Regions from separate parts of the Mus musculus genome. Here region 2 is linked to region 1. A link is a contact called in public HiCAR-type data. All regions are on one chromosome and are shown on one strand. The core of a region is the stretch at or near the end of the contact, and the rest is flanking DNA. Distances in the headings are between cores, read along the strand shown. Region 1 overlaps Gm33765 (a long non-coding RNA gene). Region 2 holds the start of Nptx2 (neuronal pentraxin 2).

Region 1 (4,843 bases), core at 1,458-3,957:
TATATGTATGTGTGCATGGTATAGTGTGTATTGTGTGCTGTATGTATGTATACATGATATAGTGTGTATGTGTGTGTATGTGGTGAGTGTGTGTGTATATATCATGCATGGTGTAGTGTGTGTGTGTGTGTGGTGTTCATGTGTACATGGTACATGGATATGAGTGTGTGTGTGTGTGTGTATCCATGTGTGTACATACCAGACAGGCCATTAAATGCCCTCTTCTACTGCTCTCTGCTTGTTGCCTTGGCACAGCGTCTCTCCCTGAACTGAAACTCTTTGTCAGGTTAGGCTATCTAGCCAACAAGTTCTTGGGATCAGCCCATCTCTGACTTCCCCATTGCTGGGGTTATAGGTATCTTCAGCCATGCCTGGCTTTTTAGGTGGGTGCTGGGATGTGAATCCACGTCTCCACACTCACATGGCAAGTCCTCTTATCCACTGAGCCACTTCTTAGCCATTCTGCCTTCCCTCTTCCCCCTCCTCCTCCTCTGCCTCCTCCTCTACCACCACCACCTCCTCCTTTTCTTCATTGAGACCAGCTCGGCTCAGAAGCACGACGTAGCCACAGCCAACCATGGATTTCAATCCTCCTGCCTCCACCTCCTGAGTGTTGAGGTAGTGCTGTGATTACAGGCATGCACGGTTACACCCAGCTCAGTGCCTTCTGCTTAATAGAACATTCTAGGAATTGGTTCCAGAGAATTTATAGGATTCACCAGCATTGTTTCGCTGTATAATATTTCCTTGAGCAGATGTCTCATGGTTGGTTCAGTCGCTCTGCTGTGCATTTGCATTGAAAATGTTTCCAGGACTTCGGTTGCTATTTTAAGTCTTCAGGGAAATTCCTGCAAGTGAAAGGCTGGTCAAAAATTGAAAGCGCACGTCTGTTTGCGAGCTGCACAAGTTCCTTCTGTAAGCGCTGCAGTCGTTTTTTCGTCATCACCCATAAACTGTGTGGATGCTTCTGTCCTTGCAGCAGCATGCCAGTGTCACAAATGAGAAGTGCCACCTCAGGGTAGCTTTAATTTGTTTGTATCTTATCACGAGCAAGGAGGAATAAATACATTTTTATATAATGACCGTTTACTTCTTTTCTGTGAATTGATTATTTTCCCCACTTTTCTTTTGCATTGGAAAAAAAAAGGTTCCTTTCCCCTTATTTTCTTGGTACTTGGAATGGAACCTGAGGCTTCATATGTGCTAGGCAAGCACTCCCCTGCTGACTCATGCCTGGAGCCTCTCATTGGCCTGCCTAGAATCCCCCAGTGAGGGGCTGGGGGCGTGGCTCAGTGGTAGAGCCCCTGCCTAGAATCCCCCAGTGAGGGGCTGAAGGTGTGGCTCAGTGGTAGAGCCCCTGCCTAGAATCCCCCAGGGAGGGACTGGGGGCGTGGCTCAGTGGTAGAGCCCCTGCCTAGAATCCCCCAGTGAGGGGCTGAAGGTGTGGCTCAGTGGTAGAGCCCCTGCCTAGAATCCCCCAGTGAGGACCTGGGGGCGTGACTCAGTGTTAGAATGCTTTTTTAGCATGTGTGAGGCCCTAAGTTCAAGAGTATATTAGAACAAATTGCCTGGGACTGTTTGTGTAACTTGGAGCCACTAGACTCTTTGGGGTTTGGAAATGCAGAAAGCAAACAAACTCTTTACAACTTTGTCAAAGATAAATCTTCTAATATACAAAGAGGTCAGTATTTACAACTCTTGGGTCATTGGAGACCTGACTAGCATCTCTGTCACTTGAGTGGGTGACCGTAAAGCCAGCCATTGAAGAATGTGATCTTGACTTAGCATTTTGTCCTCCCTGAAAGCAAGAGTCAGGCAAGTGAGTTCCAAGGAAAAAGATAGACTGGCTTTCACTCCTCTCTTTATAAAGCTTAAACTGGGTTTTGGGTCATTGGTGTCTTCTCCAAGGCAGAAAAATACCTTCAGCAAAGAAGAGAATGACAGTGTTTTTGGACAGAAAAGGGAAGCCCCAAGCAGAGTAACTGGCCCCCTTTCCCAGACCTCACAGAGAAAGGACACACAGTTTCATCACCGACCACTTAGCAGACACCGGTTGATAGCTCTTTGGGGAAGCACCACCATCCTGACAAAACAGCTCTGTGACTCCTGCTGTGTTTCTGAACTTGCCAGTTCAGGCTGCCATAGCAAAACAGACAACTTAAGGCTGAAGAGATGGCTTGGAGGTTAAGAGAATTTGCCAGCTCATCTGGAGGACCTGGATTTGGATCCTAGCACCCATATCAGGTAGCTCACAACCTCTCAGAACTTCAGCTCCGGGGAATCTGGTGCCCTCTTCTGGCCTCCACAGGCACTGCATGCACATGGTACATATAAACATTTGCATGCCCGTGTACACACACACACACACACACACACACACACACACATTTATTAATTTAAAAATAAACATTTTTTTAAAAAAAAAGAAAACAGACAATCTGTTCCTTATTCATGGAGGATATGTTTAGAAACCCTCCACTTGATGCCTGGAACATAGTATTGTATCCACAACCTGTGGTTTATATACAAACATGACTTAAAGCCAGCCCCATATGGTTGTGGCTTAAGTATGAAGTGTGTTGGGGACTTCATGTCCAGTATAGGGGCCTATGGAACCTTTAGAAAGTAGGCTCTAACTGTCTTGGAAATTAGTCACTTGGGTGGTCCTTTGAAGGTTATAGGCTGGTCTCTGCTTCCAGCTTTAGTCTTTGTTTCACAGTCCTTTGTTATGTGAAGACTACTCGCTCCCGCCACTGTGAACTCTGTCATACTGTCACTGCTGTGCTGAACAAAACCCCTGAAATCCACGAACCAAAGCAAACCTTTCCTCTCTTCAGTTGTTTCTGGCCCATATTTTGGTCATAGCGACCCAAAAATAACATTCACATTTATTCTCTCTCTTTCTCCCTTCTTTTTTCCTCCCTCCCTCCTTCCCAAGATGAACAAGGTAAGTATTTCTGCTTTCACATACTCTCAACCATGACCCTTTGTGTCTTTAGGCACTGTGGAGCCAGGCTCCCAGGGACTGAACCACAACCATCCAGGACAAAACAAATCTCTCCTTTTAACTTGTTTACATCGGGTTTTTTTGCCACAGTGAGGAAAAAAAAAAAAAAAAAAACTAACACGGGGCTTGGAGTGGCCACTTAGTAGATGTAGTGCGTGCTACTGCACCCACAAGGACCGGGGTTTGACCTGTTCAAGGACAGAGGACCAGGAAGCAGAATATGGGCGGAAGCTGGAGCAAGGATACAAGGATACAAGGTCTGTATCCTGGGTGTCCTCTATCAGTCTCAATCAGTTCCTTTGGAGAGAGGTGTTTTACTGAACCTGGAGATAGGCTGGCAGCCATCAATCTCCAGAGATCCTGTTTCCATTCCGACCAGCACCCGTGACCTGTGCGCATGTGCGGCCGTGCCTGACTAGTGTGCTGGCGATCTGAACTCGGGTCCTCAGGTTTTCACAGCAAGCTTTGTCTGCGGAGTCACCCGCGACAGCCTTCCTTTTTGGACAACAAGCGGCTCTCCCGCCCTCCTGTCTGCCATTTGCATGATGTTGACTTTGAACTTTAGCATCTCATTTCTCAGCGCTGGGTTTCTTTTGCTCCCTGTAGTTTAGGAAGGGCAGAGCTTCCTTCAAGGCTGCGAGTCGAGCCTTAGATAAGCTGCAGAGGTGTGAAAAGAACCTGTCTAACCAGATCTGCAGAAAAAAAAAAAGCGTTTCCAGAGGTCTTTAATCTGGTCCCTCCGGGGTGTGTGGCATTGCAGGCTCACAGTGGTTCAATCAGACACAGGGAAGTGGGAATAGGTTTCCGCTTTCCACAGCGAGCTACTTGGTGACTTTCTTTTCTCTTTTGCCTTACGAACTGTTCACAAACTTATTTTGAGCTCTGTCTGAGACGTAGACGTACATCTGGGGCCGTGAAGGATCAGACAAATGCTGCTTGATCATTAAGGAGCCGGCTTTTTAAAGATCTGTCTGAGGATTCTGCCAGCTTAACCTTAAACTGCACGCGAGTGGCACTGGGTAAGGGGAATGGCCAGCCCAGATCTGTTTCACCACAGCTTATGTTAGATGACAAGGCATTTCATGATTTTGGGCCATTTGAGATAAGTTAAGCAAATTAAATCTCCTTTGTGGGGGTCTAGGGAGGTGGCTCAATAGGGAAAGACCTTGCCTTGCAAGCATGAGGACCTGAATTCGAGTCCCAGCACCTACTGCGCGTGGGACGAGGGAGATGGCTCAGTGGTTAAGAGTACCTACTGCTTGCTCTTGCAGAGGACTCAAGTTCAGTTCCCAGCACCCATATCAGGAAGCTCTCAACTGTCTGAAACTTCGGCTCCGGGGGATCTGACTTGTGTACACTCACACATATATGAACCACATATGTATCTTTTAAAATAGGTAAAACCCCTTTTGAAAAAAACTGAGTATGGTGGTATATAAATGTAACCAAGCACCCTCATTCCACCCCTGCCCTCATCCTCATCCTCGCCCTTGCCCCTGCCCCCGCCCCACTCACGGAGACAGAGCCAGGAGGATCCCTGAGGTTGGCCAGCCAGCGAGCAAAAAATTGGCAAGATCTCATTGAGAGAGACGCTGTCTTTTAAAAAGGTGGATGTTTCCTGAGGAGGACAACACCTAGTGTTGGCTTCTAGCTTTCTCCGGTACTTGTTTGTGTATGCATGCATGAGTGTACACACACGTGTGCATGCGTGCACACATGGGCATGCTCTACCCTGCAAACCTGAATTGCTGTAAGGCTATTTGTGTGACGCTGATACTCTGCTAGGTTGTACAGACAAAGGTAGGTTTAATAAATATTCGATAAGCTCACTTTAGC
Region 2 (4,843 bases), core at 1,164-3,663, 40 kb after region 1:
TACTCTGCCTTCGCTACAGGAAATCCATTGCCCACACAGAAGAAAACCAATGTTTTGTAATGTTTGGCACGTGGAAGAGGGAGTCCTTCCTCCCAGAACTACCAGGCTCTTGAATAAAGCCAGAAGGGCCATTAAAGAGTTGACGCTAATTGCCTTATCTTTCCTACAAGGTCCAAAGAGGAGAAAATGGCTTGCCCCAAACCACTTAGCTAGTAACAGTTGGCATTGGGACTAGAAGGCCTCATTCCTAAACCAGCAGATTTTTCCATTGTACCAGGAAAACAAAACTGCAAATAGCATAAGTCCTCTGATTTTACTGTCTCCAGAGAAAATCATATCCTCAATGCCTGGGTCTTTCCATCTGGAATTTGGCAACTCTGCTGATCCCTTCTCATAGTGGGAACTCTTGTAGGAAGTCTAAGAGCAATTATTTTGGGGATATATGCTATTTTTATGTCTTCTTGTACATCACCTTCTTTGGTCAGGAGGAAATTAGAATTCTGGAAATACGTTTAATTATTAAAAGGACAAGCCTTGGCTTCAAGTAGTTGCAAATATGAATTATTAGTCCATGTCATGAAAGGGCTGGAGAACTACAAAGAAACAATGATAATCTATTTGTCACACCCAATTAAGATCTGCCCTGGCCTGGGAGTAAAAGAGCATTAAATCTGTGAGTGGTAACTTCAAGCAGCATGTCTATATTTGGGTAATTCTGAACATGCCTGGATTTGGTACCTTACAGCATCCTCTAAAAATGTACTACTTTAGAAAGTGTTTTGAGATTTTGTTGCCTTCGTGATTGCAGTTTGTGTGTGTGTGTGTGTGTGGGGGGTGTTATTTGAGCTTTTGAGTTTCCATGTAGCCAAAGAAAGAAAGTCTAGGAAGAAATGGTAGACTCAAGGTCAAATTCAACAAGGGGAAACTTCTTTGTGGTGAGTCTAGACAACAAAGCCATTAGCCCAGTGTTCACCCCCCTGCCTACACCCTACCTTTTCCATTGATGAATATTCTTACCTGAGCCATCCTCGCTTCTGAGTCCTGCTCTGGGTCCTGTGGAGACTGAATATCCTGTCTGTAGTTTTTAATCCTTGAAGAGATTTTTCATGAATAGAACTTTCCTTATAATTTAGCAACACTGTCCTTGAAAACCCCCACAACTATTTACATAACAGAAGCTATTGTTTGAAGTGCAAAACAGGTCAGAATTTGGTTCCCAGAGATTAATCACTGCAGTCTATTTTGTATTATCATAATAATTTCATTTATTTTGATACAATTTGTTTTCAGAATCAACCCCAGCTTCTTTGCACAAGTGACAAATCCATTTGTTTCTGGTAGAATGGGTAATGTGATTAATGACCTTGCAACAGGATTTCTTTAAAAAGGGGGAACTTTTTTTTTTTCATTTTTAATTCACAGTAAACCAGCTGAGTCTGTTAAGTGTGTAACTGTTCTGAACTTGTAAGCCATGGGTAAGATTTTGAAATACCCCCTCCCAATCTTTTGCGGGGTTTCTGGGTATTAATATTAGGCTTTCTCCAAGAATCTGATGATACTAGTCTCCAGGTGTAAAGTGGACTTGTTGGATTCCCGCATTAAAAAGAACGGGGCCCCAGTCTTTGCCATGGCCCCATCATGTTTATTCCGGCTGGATGTTCTCATCAAACCGAGGTCATGCGAAATAAATAAGGTCATGCCTAGAAGGATATTGTCCCCGCACAAGAACCTTCGAGTGAACTCGTGACTACTGCCTCCTGGTCTTCTGTGTGGGCATCCCCTTCTTTCTTGCAGCATCCAGGACCCACTTCTGTCCCTGCTGGTCTGTTTCTTTCTTTCTTTCTTTCTTTCTTTCTTTCTTTCTTGTTTTCTTCCGTTTTTCCCCTTGAGTTCTCTGGGGTTGGGCCTGGGATTTTGGGTACGCCTACAGACTGTCCGCCTCTGCAATCGACCGTCGTGCTTCCCGCGCCAGAACAAGGAAGCCCACGCGAGCCGCGTAGGTGGCTCGCGTGGAAGACCCGGGTTCGAGTCCCGCTGGGAGAATTCCTCCTAGGCAAGTGGAGTCATCTCGGTCAGGATTTCTCAGCCGGAAGCCGCGCCAACACCTCTCATCGTGGGCGGCAAGTTGTCCCCGGGGCTTCTTTGACCGTGCGGGGCCAGCCGACGCTTTCTCTGACCGTTTCCGAAGCCCAGTTTCCTTTCCTAAGGAGCCTTGGGGATCCTGCACTCGCGTCTCTGAAACCCAACCCACGACAGAACCCAGCCGCCTGGGCCAGCTTAGCAATGCGCCCGCGCCCCGCCCTCCGCGTGACGCGAACGCCGGCGGACCAATCAGAGAGCGCGGCGCGAGCCCCACGCGCCTGTGGCCCCACCCTCCAAGCTTAAGAAAGGGCGCGCGGGCAGAGCCCGGGCCAGAACGCCGCGCAAAGCGGAGAGCGGGTTTTTGCGACGGCAGGCGGCGCTTGTGCTGCCGTTTCCGTGCTGCACGCGGTTCCCTCGAGTGCCGCGCTCGGACAGACGTAGCCGGCCGCGAAGGCGCCCAGACGGCAAACCAGCGACCCATGCTGAAGTGAGCACACAGGTCAGCGAGATGCTGGCGCTGCTGACCGTCGGCGTGGCGCTCGCCGTGGCCGCCGGACGAGCCCAGGACAGCCCGATACCTGGCAGCCGCTTCGTGTGCACCGCGTTGCCCCCCGAAGCGGCGCGCGCCGGCTGCCCGCTGCCCGCGATGCCCATGCAGGGAGGCGCTCTGAGCCCCGAGGAGGAGCTGCGAGCCGCTGTGCTGCAGCTGCGCGAGACCGTCGTGCAGCAGAAGGAGACGCTGGGCGCCCAGCGAGAAGCCATCCGAGAGCTCACCGGCAAGCTGGCCCGCTGCGAGGGGCTGGCGGGCGGCAAGGCGCGCGGCACAGGCAAGGACACCATGGGCGACCTGCCGCGGGACCCGGGCCACGTCGTGGAGCAGCTTAGCCGCTCCTTGCAAACCCTCAAGGACCGCTTGGAGAGCCTCGAGGTACCTGTGCGCGGTGGCATCTAGCGGGTGGTGGTCCCCGGGATCGTGGGACTGAGGATGCGGGAGAAATGGGTACGTGGGCTGGCCGGGCGCCCCCATCCACGGGGAGAGCTGAGTTCGGGGGTGCAAGTCTCGCTCCTACTCTGGACCTTACTGTGATGGCCTCCCGTCTCCTTGTCCTCTTCTGTCCCCACGTTCGATGGGAAAGGTGAAATTCTCACCCCCATCTCCATTCCGTCGCGCGCGGGGACTTACCCACTAGACTCACCGTGAACTTACCGAGGTTTTTACCTAAAGAACCCAGACTGCCAAGCCTGGAGGGCAAAACCCGGTGACCCCGGCAGCCTGTTTCCTCTTTGCAAACCTCCACTTTCAGAAGCGGGACACGCTCCTGCTGGCTGTACCCAGTGCTGAGACTGCCACCGGAGGTCAGCTGCCCCTGGGCATCTGGTGTTTTCTTTGACAAATTGCGTCGGGGTGTGGGAGGACTGGTCTTGACTGATCTGCAGGATAGTGGAGGGGGAAAGCCAGCGACCCCAGGATGTAAGCAAGCCCCTTATTAACCTCAAAGACGCCTCTTCACAGAGTCAGCTTTTTTTTTTTTTTTTTTTTAAAGATGCCCTTAGCTATGACTTTAGGGGAACGGACTTTATCTCGCTATCTTCTCCCGTGGGTAATTTGGAACTTTGGGGGAGAAATCATCAATTAATTTTCATCTTACTTCCCACCTTGTTTAAGAAGTGTGGACATTTCTGTTAACAGCGTTTATCAAAAATACCTATTAGCAAAAATGAGGTTTAAATTACAGGTGTTAATTATTGCTAAATTATCGGAGTGTTGCTTTTGGCATGATTGCTATATACAGTATTCCCAGCATCTGTGGGTCCATGAGTCATGATTACTGAGAGCTCACACTTTTTGAGTTCTAAGTGTGACTCAGGCAGAGTATTTAATTTTAACCCTTGTAATAGAGAATGGCTCGAGGCAGGTCCAGTTTTCTACAGTTTATAATCTGGTACACTGGGACACAGGGATTCAGGCGCTTGCCAAGGGCTCATGGCTGAGGGTGGCTGGCAGCCTCCGAGCCAGCGTGATGGCAGAGGAGTGAGAGAAATAGGAAGTGAGGGTTTGGATACATTAAAAACGGAGCTGTCTGGGGTTTAGTAACGTATTATACCTGACCTTTTCCAGGAATATGGCAGAGCCCGTTTGCCCTTGTACCATTTTGGAACTTGGGGACCGTGTTCATTTCTAGATGAAAGCTCGCTGGCTTTGAGTACCATTGATTAACTGTTTGAAAAAAAAATCTTAACTGTGTTTTGGGCTTTTTATGACATAGAATTGTAGATGTTGGCCAAATTTTTAGGCTTTTTGGTAAGAGAAGAAAAGCAGCTTTTTCGAGAGGAGAAAGTGAGATTCACAAGTTTCAAATATTGCAGGGAAGTAATTTTTGTCTGACTTTGAAAGCCTTTCCCTACCAAAAAGGCGGCGGCGGCGGGGGGCGGGGGGGCATCAGTAAAATGTTCTCTTTGAGCCGCTTTGGAAGCTCCTTGCTGTGTGGTTGGGTCACTGGAGCTGCGTGCCACAGTTTCTATTCAGCTGGCCTGAATCTCTCTCCCTCCCACCCTTCCAAAGCTCCAGCTCCGCACAAATGTGTCTAACGCTGGGCTGCCGAGCGACTTCCGAGAGGTGCTCCAGCGGAGGCTCGGGGAGCTGGAGAGGCAGTTGCTACGCAAGGTGGCGGAGCTGGAAGATGAGAAGTCCCTGCTTCATAATGAGACCTCGGCTCACCGGCAGAAGACAGAGAGCACGCTGAACGCCCTGCTGCAGAGG

Evidence for each region. HiCAR-type assays count read pairs that join an accessible place to other places.
Region 2: a HiCAR-type map of embryonic stem cells shows a contact between it and region 1, with 2.4 times the contacts expected there. The contact joins the promoter of Nptx2 here to the enhancer-like site in region 1. A contact is called at or near these places in 7 of 484 Hi-C or Micro-C datasets (the G1E-ER4 cell line, cortical neurons, embryonic fibroblasts and 2 more), 1 of 115 datasets of contacts at active chromatin or transcription factors (embryonic stem cells) and 1 of 9 other capture datasets (liver).

What each region holds. Positions count from the first base shown.
Region 1 is chr5:144,503,649-144,508,491 of GRCm38.p6, forward strand. All of the region lies in intron 2 of Gm33765 (a long non-coding RNA gene), which reads right to left. Among named protein-coding and RNA genes, the nearest start is that of Gm33765, 14 kb to the right of the region's middle. Within about 2 kb of position 2,708, at least 20 of the 459 cell types and tissues checked have an H3K27ac peak or open chromatin away from gene starts, as enhancers often do. A contact at or near this core is called in embryonic stem cells, where this site is marked.
Region 2 is chr5:144,543,474-144,548,316 of GRCm38.p6, forward strand. It overlaps Nptx2 (neuronal pentraxin 2), which reads left to right and starts at 2,414. Exons shown (of 5, transcript NM_016789.3): 1 at 2,414-3,010; 2 at 4,646-4,843. The coding sequence starts at 2,591.